Linked DNA regions of Mus musculus: all the other regions are linked to region 3. The links are chromatin contacts, called in public Hi-C maps. All regions are on one chromosome and are shown on one strand. The core of a region is the stretch at or near the end of the contact, and the rest is flanking DNA. Distances in the headings are between cores, read along the strand shown. Region 1 overlaps Mbnl2 (muscleblind like splicing factor 2). Region 2 overlaps Mbnl2 (muscleblind like splicing factor 2). Region 3 has its middle 18 kb from the start of Mbnl2.

Region 1 (2,700 bases), core at 123-2,622, 79 kb after region 3:
TGGCAGCTGTTGCCTGCAGAAGGACATAAAGAAATATATCCCCAAGTTTTAAACGTAGAACTATTCTGATAAAATCCATACAACCTTTCTGGCTACCTGTTTTCCAAGTTCCCCATAATCCATTATAAATATGAGCAGTAAAGGCTCCGCACAAAGATGGTCCTTTGATTTACATCCCAAAAGACACTTGTACGTCGTGCTCAGTGATTGTAGCTGTTCCGGCAGGAAGGATACATGGAGACTCAACTCAAGTGTCATTTAAAAGCTACTAAAATGGAAGGAGCAGGCTGGGTTTGCGGCCCAGAGGTGGCATGCTTGAACAGCATATGTGATTTTCAAGGTTTGATTGCCTGTGACACACGCACATGCACATGTGCACGGGCGGGGGGAGGGGCAGTGAGTGTTTTATTTTGGGTCACCTTGGGGCATCTGTACAGTTATCCAAACTTGTTACAGACTGAGGCTGGCGTTAATCACAATCATGTTTTGTTTTGTTTTTTCTTTTTCACCAGTCATTCTAAAACTAGAGCATTGACCTATGTTTTTCCTATGAAGTTAAATTCATTCAATTCAAAAGTTATTATTATTATTATTATTATTATTATTATTTTATTTCTGAGGTTTTTTTTTTTCTTTTCTTGTTTTCCCGATTACCATACTTCTCTTTTCTTCCATGGAGTCATTATCTTTAAACGATGTTGCTTTTTCTCCATGGTGCCCTGCCGGGGCAGAAGCCATGCCCAGCTCTTATTACAGAGTGCTGCTCCGTGAATTCAAAGGCAAAGATCTGCTCTTCTATTCAGCCAGCCATGAGATGTCTACACCATAAGCTCTCGTCATGTGTCACACATGCTGGAAGTGTCCTCTTACTTAAAAAAGGAAAAAAAAATCACTAATAAAGCTCCTGTTCCCTGAGAGAGAGAACTTTAGACATCCCCGGGAAGTATCCTGTTTATAAATAATGTCAGTTGGACCCATCAAACCAGTCAATTTCCATTTTAGAATGGGAGGCGCCCCTTCTTCCCCTACTTTTACTACAGAGACCCTGAAACCTGGGATGTGTTTGTCCCTGCATACTGGAACAAAGGCCCAAGAAACCTAAGGCAGCTGTCAGACAATGCCAAGTGTATGTATACCATGCCAAGGGACACAGTCCTGGAGCTATAGAGACCAGGCTCGCTCTGCAGGGGCTACGTCACCGATGAACTTCACCTGTTCTGCAGTTTCCTCATGAACTGACCCTACTACTGCTAACTAGCATATTCTTTCCACTTGGATGGATTCAGTGTCTTCCGGCTCAGAGATTACAGCATAGTTGCATTACTCTCTTTCAGCACTGTCGTGGCCAAGAACAACATGATACTCCGAGGACAGCTCCACCCCCTGAGAGCTGACCTTTCAGACTCCCAAGCCTCCCAAACTGGGAGGGAGGAGGTGTCAGCCTAGCTCTTTGTAGTCACACTTAGGGTGGCCATGCTGCCCCACGGACTAGAATTTTAGTGATGTGACCGACAAGCCCTTTTTCTCACAACCTGAGGCTGAATATCCACACTGGGGATTATGCCTTAGAGCGGATGAAATAGCTCCAGCGGGCGAAGGATAAGAAAATGCTTCCAAGGCCTTAGCCTCTTTAAAGCCAGAACGTCAGCTTTCTGCTTGTTTTCTTTTCCCTTAAAGTATTATCATCTTCCAGGACATTTCTTTTAAAAACCAGGATAGTGCATCTGGCTTTTGACTGAGAGCGTTATTAGCTGCTTAAGTCACATGAATAACCCAGCGTTGGGAAGAGGGCCCAGTGGGTGAAGTGCTTCCTGAGCCAGAAGGAGGGTCTGAGTTATTCCCAGCAACCATGTATAAAAGTCAGGTGTGATAAACATGTATAATCCTAACACGGGGGGTGGTGGAAACGGGAATATTCAATATGATTACTTATTTATTTTTGGACATGAGCTCACTAGACTGATTGGCTATGAAGTCCCACCTCAAAATAAACAGATAAGTTAAATTAATGAATAAGGTCAAACCGTGATTGAGGAATGTTACTTTGTGTTAACCTCAGGCCTTCGCTGTACCGCAGATGCACACACGCGCACATCCCACCCCACCCAGAAGATACATTGACCATCATTTTAAAAATAGGAAGCTCTCCCATGGTGAATGCAATATATGTTAAGTTGTTATTAAATATCCATCCAGTTCAGACTCAAATCTCATATGAAGGCGTATTTCAGGCGCTCCCAGCCCTTAGGAAAATCATTAATGATACCAAAGAGATGGTTTCCACAGCTGCCGTGAAACTCAGCTCTGACCCAGATGCTTGGAATCTAAAATTAATCATCTGCAGGCTTCATTGGGCTCTGCTAATTCACGGGGCCCCGTTTTCATTCCCGTTGGGCACCCAGCCTTTCACAGAAGCTGCAACATCTGGAAAATGCTGGGGAGCAGCATCCTTAGTGAGGAATTCCAGTCGAACCAGTGTGTTCTCACTGGAATGCGAAGCCATGAACAGAGAAACTTGACTTCCTGGAGCACTTCAGACAGGTGTATTCATTTCCGTGTTCTGCAAGCAACCATTTAGTCCCCAGCAGAGCCAAGAGCTGAATCGGGTTCCTGAACAAAAAGCTGGGGCTTCTCACAGAGTTTGCAGTTGTTCTGGAGAAACAATGACAGGGCAGCCACCAACTCAAGATCAGAACAGGT
Region 2 (2,700 bases), core at 196-2,695, 120 kb after region 3:
CAAGAAAGACATGGGCTACAATCCGGCTCACTCCTTAGCGCAGATCGTCTGGGATGTGTTATCTCATTCTTCAGATCTCATCTGCTCTTCTCTGAAGGAGGAAATCATCTCTGCTGTTGTGAGGAGAAAATGAGATAACCACGTATAAAATTGCCCGGCACATTGATGATCAATAATATTCTGCACTCAGCGTGTATAAGAGAGGACAGTGGGAAATTGAATTAATTCTCGTGAAACGGGAGAGTCCATTGATAAATGATGAATCTAATGTTATAAACCTCGTTCTATCACCAGGAAAATGGCTAACGTGGTTCTTCAAGGGTTCCAGTCATAAGAAGGAATAACAGCATCAACCAGAAAACCACATTTGCCAACCATTTGAAATCTGTATGAGTAGCAACAAAGCATCAAATTAGAAGATTACTGATCAAATTGATAATTATGCCCCAAGCCATCTACCATCCTGATGCATGTTAGATATCTTGCTGGTTTCATCTCCCCTCTTAGGATCCTGCTTTGCCCCGCCCTGCATCCAAACTACCCCCCACTCTCGTGTACACAGACCAGACTCACACGAGCATGGTCAGCACGGTTCCTTGGTTGTTGGGTGTCCAGTGCAGTGTGTATGGGTGGGGACTTGGAACTGAGATCACCAAAGCTGCCTTAGTTTTAAACAACAAGAATTTTGTTGTTGTTGTTGTTGTTTAATCCCTCTGCACCCAGGCTGATGGGAGGTAGCTCTGTTTCAGATCCTGTCACTGCCTTCCTTCACAGATGACAGAATTCATCTGGACATCTGACATCAAGGCAGCTGACTCACTGGCTGGCCACATGCTGAGATGTAGGAGCTGGCCCTACCTGAATGCTCTCCTGGAGATTAAATTTTAACAAGCTAGAAGGCTGAGGGAATGGTGGTGGGGGGCGGAGATCATCAAGAAGGAAAGAAAAGAGGTGTAAAGTCAAAGATGACTGAAATAAATTCATAGGAATGGGGGCAGGGATGACCCTGGGAAGTAGCAAAGTACTGAGAAGATCTAAGATTCAGAAATGAAGACAAAAACAATCAAACCCAGATTTGCGGAGCATCGGAGGGGGCAGGGGTGGTTATATCTCCAGCTACCCTGATGTCCATTCAGTTGGCATCGCCTTAGGATGTCTGTTTGCATCCAGGAAGCTGAATAGGAAAGTGACAAGAACTTGAGGCTGAGAAACTGATATTACTGATGTTAAGGATTCATGAGAAATCAACTCTTTTTCCTGTCTACTCCAAGACAGTGAGGCAGTTGCTCGCGCTGCGAGTTGAACTTCAGGATGGTACGGTTTGATGGCACAGACCACCAGGACTGAGCCTGGGACTCCAGTCTGCCGTCACCCTGGCTTCAAGGAAGAATTCTCACTAGAGGAGAAGCCAGAGATGCCAGCAGTGCAGCTGGAATTAATAGAGACAGAGAGAGAGCTCCAGAGGTCGTACTTCAGAGTAGCTATAAACAAAGCCGTTCCTCCAGCTCCTCCACACTTGCTTTAATTTTTATTTTTATCTGATAAACAAACCCGTATACTTTTTGCCAGGTTGCAGATAAACTAATTCTTTGGGGAATATTGATATTCCAACTGCCTGCCACAGTTTGCTCTTCTTTCCCTAGAAATTGCCTAACTCGCACAGAAGTGCAATTCTCACATGATTGGTAGTTTTGCATACTTTGGGGTTTTGCAGTTCCAGACGCAGTGACGCTTCAGGTCTGTTTGTACACACTCATCGCCTAATGGTTTTTCTCATGCTACCCATGTCCGTGTCCAGAAGATAACACAGCCATGAGCACGCCTTACTTTGTCATCTTTGATTTCAAGTCAGATTCTTCAGTCATGGGGAAGGGTGGGAGCTTTGTATTCGTGTCAAACATGCAGGTGCTTATCCAGCTCACAGCAGCGATCGCCTGGGTGGGTATCAGTCAGCAGTTCCAGGAGTTCGGTCCCTATTGCCCACACTCAACAGCTGCAAACTCATGTCTTTGGCTAGTCTGGATCACACACATAAAACTTACTTCCATCTTCATTCCAAGAAGGGAAGGCGGTTCAAGAAAGGGAGAACAGAGGGAGGGGAAAGACGAGGGGAGGGGCCTGGATAATCGTGTAATATTTGATTCGTTCTCTGTAACACACACACACAAACATATGCACACATACACACATGCATATGTGTATGCACACACGGGCATACATGCATACACACACGCACACGCACCACCCTTGCCTTGGAACATAAGGAATGAAAGTAATGACTCGACATTGTTGGCAATGGAGTCCCTGGCTCCCGAGTGCAATCCTAACCCTAGATTGTCCGTTTTGCAGGGCCGCTGTTCAAGAGAGAACTGCAAATATCTTCATCCTCCGACACACTTAAAAACCCAGCTAGAGATTAATGGGAGGAACAATTTGATCCAGCAAAAAACTGCAGCAGCGATGCTTGCCCAGCAGATGCAATTTATGTTTCCAGGAACGCCGCTCCATCCTGTGGTGAGTGTGCCTTTTCTAAGGGTGGAATGGGTGACGGCAGGGTTGGTACGGGCAGAGCCATGGTGACCAAAAATGACCTCCATGTACTCTGTCATCTCGGTTACAATCAGGACAGTTAGCTCTGAAGCTCAGTGGACGCTGAAAACGGTGTTTTTCACAGCTGCCTGTTTCTCTTCATTTGAACGG
Region 3 (2,700 bases), core at 116-2,615:
TTAGAGAGATGACTCAGTGGTTAGGAGGTGTTCTGGCTCTCACAGAAGACCAGAGACATGTTCCCATCACAGTGGCTGAGTAGCTCACAACCATCTGTAACTTCTGCTACCAGGGATCCAGTGCCCTCTTTTGGTCACAGCTGGGACTGCACTCAGGTGCTGACACATGTACACAGATGCACACGTAAACACATACGTTTAAAAATATTTAAATGGTTGGTGGGTTTATTTGTGGTAATTCTTCTTAAGGAGTAGGAAGGGCTGTTTCCCATCTCACACCAGCATGGCTCCAAATCTCAGCAGACATTGGTTTCTGAGTCAATGCAGCTGGCTCTAGAGGAATTAAGTGGCCTTTGCAGAGTTCTCTCTCTCTCTCTCTCTGTGTGTGTGTGTGTGTGTGTGTGTGTGTGTGTGTGTGTGTGTGTGTGTGTATGGCAGAAGTCAGGGGTGGTGATATACTCCAAAGATGGAGAACCACAAGCTGATCCTGTCCCAGGAGCCAAAGCAATGCAAAGTCAAATAAAGCAAGAGGCTTGTATTCGGCTCAGCAGTTAAAAGCGCTCACTGTGTAAACAGGAGGATCTGAGTCGAAATCCTCCTCAGCACCCACATAAAAGCCAGACGTGGGCTACAAGTGAGAGACCTCGTGATAAAGGGAAATGTCTGACATCTTCCTCTTCTGGACCCCACATGTGTGTGCAGTTCCCTAAGCATGGGCAAGCACTCAAGCATGAGTGTGCACGCACACACACACACCACAAACGAAATAAAATAAAGTAAAAGACAAGAGCAAAATGTTTTCCTTGACTGCACTCCTTGCACTGTATTCCTTCTTAATAGGAAGTCGGGGTCTATCTGGAGGCTACTTTGTCACAGAGTGTCCTTTAATGGACTCTCAATAGACTGCCTTTGGATTGCAACCCCTCTGCTATCTTCCCTCCTAAGAAAAGAACTCCCGTTCAGAACAGAATCCGTCAGGGGGTGGGTGGCAGCTGTTTTGGTTGGATGTAGAGTTAAGTAAACAGTTACGACAGCGGGGCTTTTACTAAGATGATTTAATAAAGCTCGTTAATGCTGTTGATTTACTCAGCTGACCCAGATAGAACACAAAATTCAACCCTGCCCCACCGCAATGTGTCATCAAAATGGATCTCTGTGTTAAACGCACAACCAACGTTAAATTTTAATTTTAAATTTAATCAAATATGTGAAGACAAAAACCCAGAGAGGTAGGGAAAGCCTAGTACATCTGGCGAATCTGATTCTTCACCTGTTTTTGTTTTATAACCCAGGTGTTCACTCTGCCTCACCGGGACTGGAGTGGCTTTACTCTTATGTAACACACAGGGCTATTTCTGAGATCAAAGATCAAAGCTATTAAATCAATCGATAAAAAGCAAATATGTAGCTAGAGATGGCGTCAGCCCCCGGCAAACATCCCTTTGTCTCTCTCAGTTGTATCCATAGTCATGACTCAGCAAGAAATCATCTGACCCAGCAAAATCTACCTGGGATGCATTTGCTGCTGAGCCTCTGAGAGAAAATAAGGAAGCAGGGGTGCTTTCTACCTCCATGCCAGCTTTGTCCACCTCATTCACGACACGGCTGCTGGGGATAGCACCCAGGCTATTCCAGGAGTCTGTGGTTCATTTTCATAGATTCTGACCTCTCAGCCTTCACTCAGCTGATAGGAGTGGGAAGACAAGGAGAATTCTACCTTTTGTTACTGACAGTGAAAATCAAGCCCAGGCTATAAAACTTGCATAATATTAGAACTAGGCTATGACCCACACTGAAAACAACAGGCAGTGTTTATTGGGCATTTATCATTTCCTAAGAACTAATGAGTTCTGGGAAGTGCCCCTTTCTATCACAGCAATGAAGCCTCCTAGGGCCCAGGGATCTCAGGCTAAGACTAAGAGAGATGAGCCTGCGCTGGGGCTGATTAGCTCCTAGATCCTCCCACTATTCTCAATGCCTCTTGGATTACCTTTAATAATGTTAACAACGATGTACTATCTCCACAAGAACTGAAGCAGAAATGAGCTTGGGCGAAGAGTGGGATCTGGGGTCAGCAACGTGCGTGCGTTTACACTGAAGCTAGTGTAAATGTAGTGAAGCTAGTGAAGTAGTGGGGCCTTGAACAAGGAATTCCACAAGGCTAGGTGAGCAACAGGCTTGGCCTTCCAGGATGCCCTGGGTCTCCTCTGTCTCCCTTTCCTCCACTTGCTGTTTTCTCCCTGTATTTCAGTCGCCTCTGTCCCCACTCCCCATACAGGGCAGCTGTAAACCTCCATCAGCTTGTGGAAAAGCACCAGTGACTAGTTTCATCATGTTTACTAAAATGGACTTGAAAATGCTAGCCACTCACTCAAGGTGAGTCCAAACAGTTGTTTCTGCTCAGACGGAATTCTTACTCCCTGAGCTTGCTACCCTGAAGACCTGTGTTTCCCAGGGCGTAACTATTCTATCAATAGGAGCTATCCATTTGGGGTTCAATAGTATTATACATTTCTTTCCTGCAGAACTTCTCAGGGTCTTTATTACTCTCGTATACATTGGGTATCTCCAGAAATGCAATATTTCCCAAATAAATCCCCTAACTATGGCTCTTTAAGTCTTAAGCCATTTTGCAAGGTGAGATTTTTAGGAAGAAAAAGCTTTGGGAATATCTTAGAGTTGGAAGGCACTAGTTAATAA

The links. A called contact is a pair of places that touch in the nucleus more often than the background predicts.
Region 1: a contact with region 3 is called in a Hi-C map of liver, with 1.7 times the contacts expected there. The contact joins two enhancer-like sites. A contact is called at or near these places in 13 of 484 Hi-C or Micro-C datasets (the BV-2 cell line, the C2C12 cell line, CD4 T cells and 9 more), 2 of 115 datasets of contacts at active chromatin or transcription factors (bone marrow-derived macrophages and pancreatic cancer cells) and 1 of 9 other capture datasets (bone marrow-derived macrophages).
Region 2: a Hi-C map of uterus shows a contact between it and region 3, with 2.3 times the contacts expected there. The contact joins two enhancer-like sites. A contact is called at or near these places in 2 of 15 datasets of contacts at CTCF or cohesin (the NIH/3T3 cell line and stem cell-derived epiblast-like cells), 26 of 484 Hi-C or Micro-C datasets (CD8 T cells, embryonic stem cells, ganglionic eminence and 4 more), 11 of 115 datasets of contacts at active chromatin or transcription factors (the 230-238 cell line, acute myeloid leukemia, bone marrow-derived macrophages and 5 more) and 3 of 9 other capture datasets (adipose tissue, liver and pancreatic islet).

The regions. Positions count from the first base shown.
Region 1 is chr14:120,335,274-120,337,973 of GRCm38.p6, forward strand. All of the region lies in intron 2 of Mbnl2 (muscleblind like splicing factor 2), which reads left to right. Among named protein-coding and RNA genes, the nearest start is that of Gm52122, 16 kb to the left of the region's middle. Within about 2 kb of position 1,373, at least 83 of the 459 cell types and tissues checked have an H3K27ac peak or open chromatin away from gene starts, as enhancers often do. A contact at or near this core is called in liver, where this site is marked.
Region 2 is chr14:120,376,801-120,379,500 of GRCm38.p6, forward strand. It overlaps Mbnl2 (muscleblind like splicing factor 2), which reads left to right. Exons shown (of 8, transcript NM_207515.2): 3 at 2,350-2,514. Gm26679 (a long non-coding RNA gene) reads right to left here. Exons shown (of 3, transcript XR_003951152.1): 2 at 1-113. Among named protein-coding and RNA genes, the nearest start is that of Gm26679, 11 kb to the right of the region's middle. Within about 2 kb of position 1,446, at least 53 of the 459 cell types and tissues checked have an H3K27ac peak or open chromatin away from gene starts, as enhancers often do. A contact at or near this core is called in uterus, where this site is marked.
Region 3 is chr14:120,256,211-120,258,910 of GRCm38.p6, forward strand. No RefSeq gene overlaps it. Among named protein-coding and RNA genes, the nearest start is that of Mbnl2, 18 kb to the right of the region's middle. Within about 2 kb of position 1,366, at least 21 of the 459 cell types and tissues checked have an H3K27ac peak or open chromatin away from gene starts, as enhancers often do. A contact at or near this core is called in liver and uterus, where this site is marked.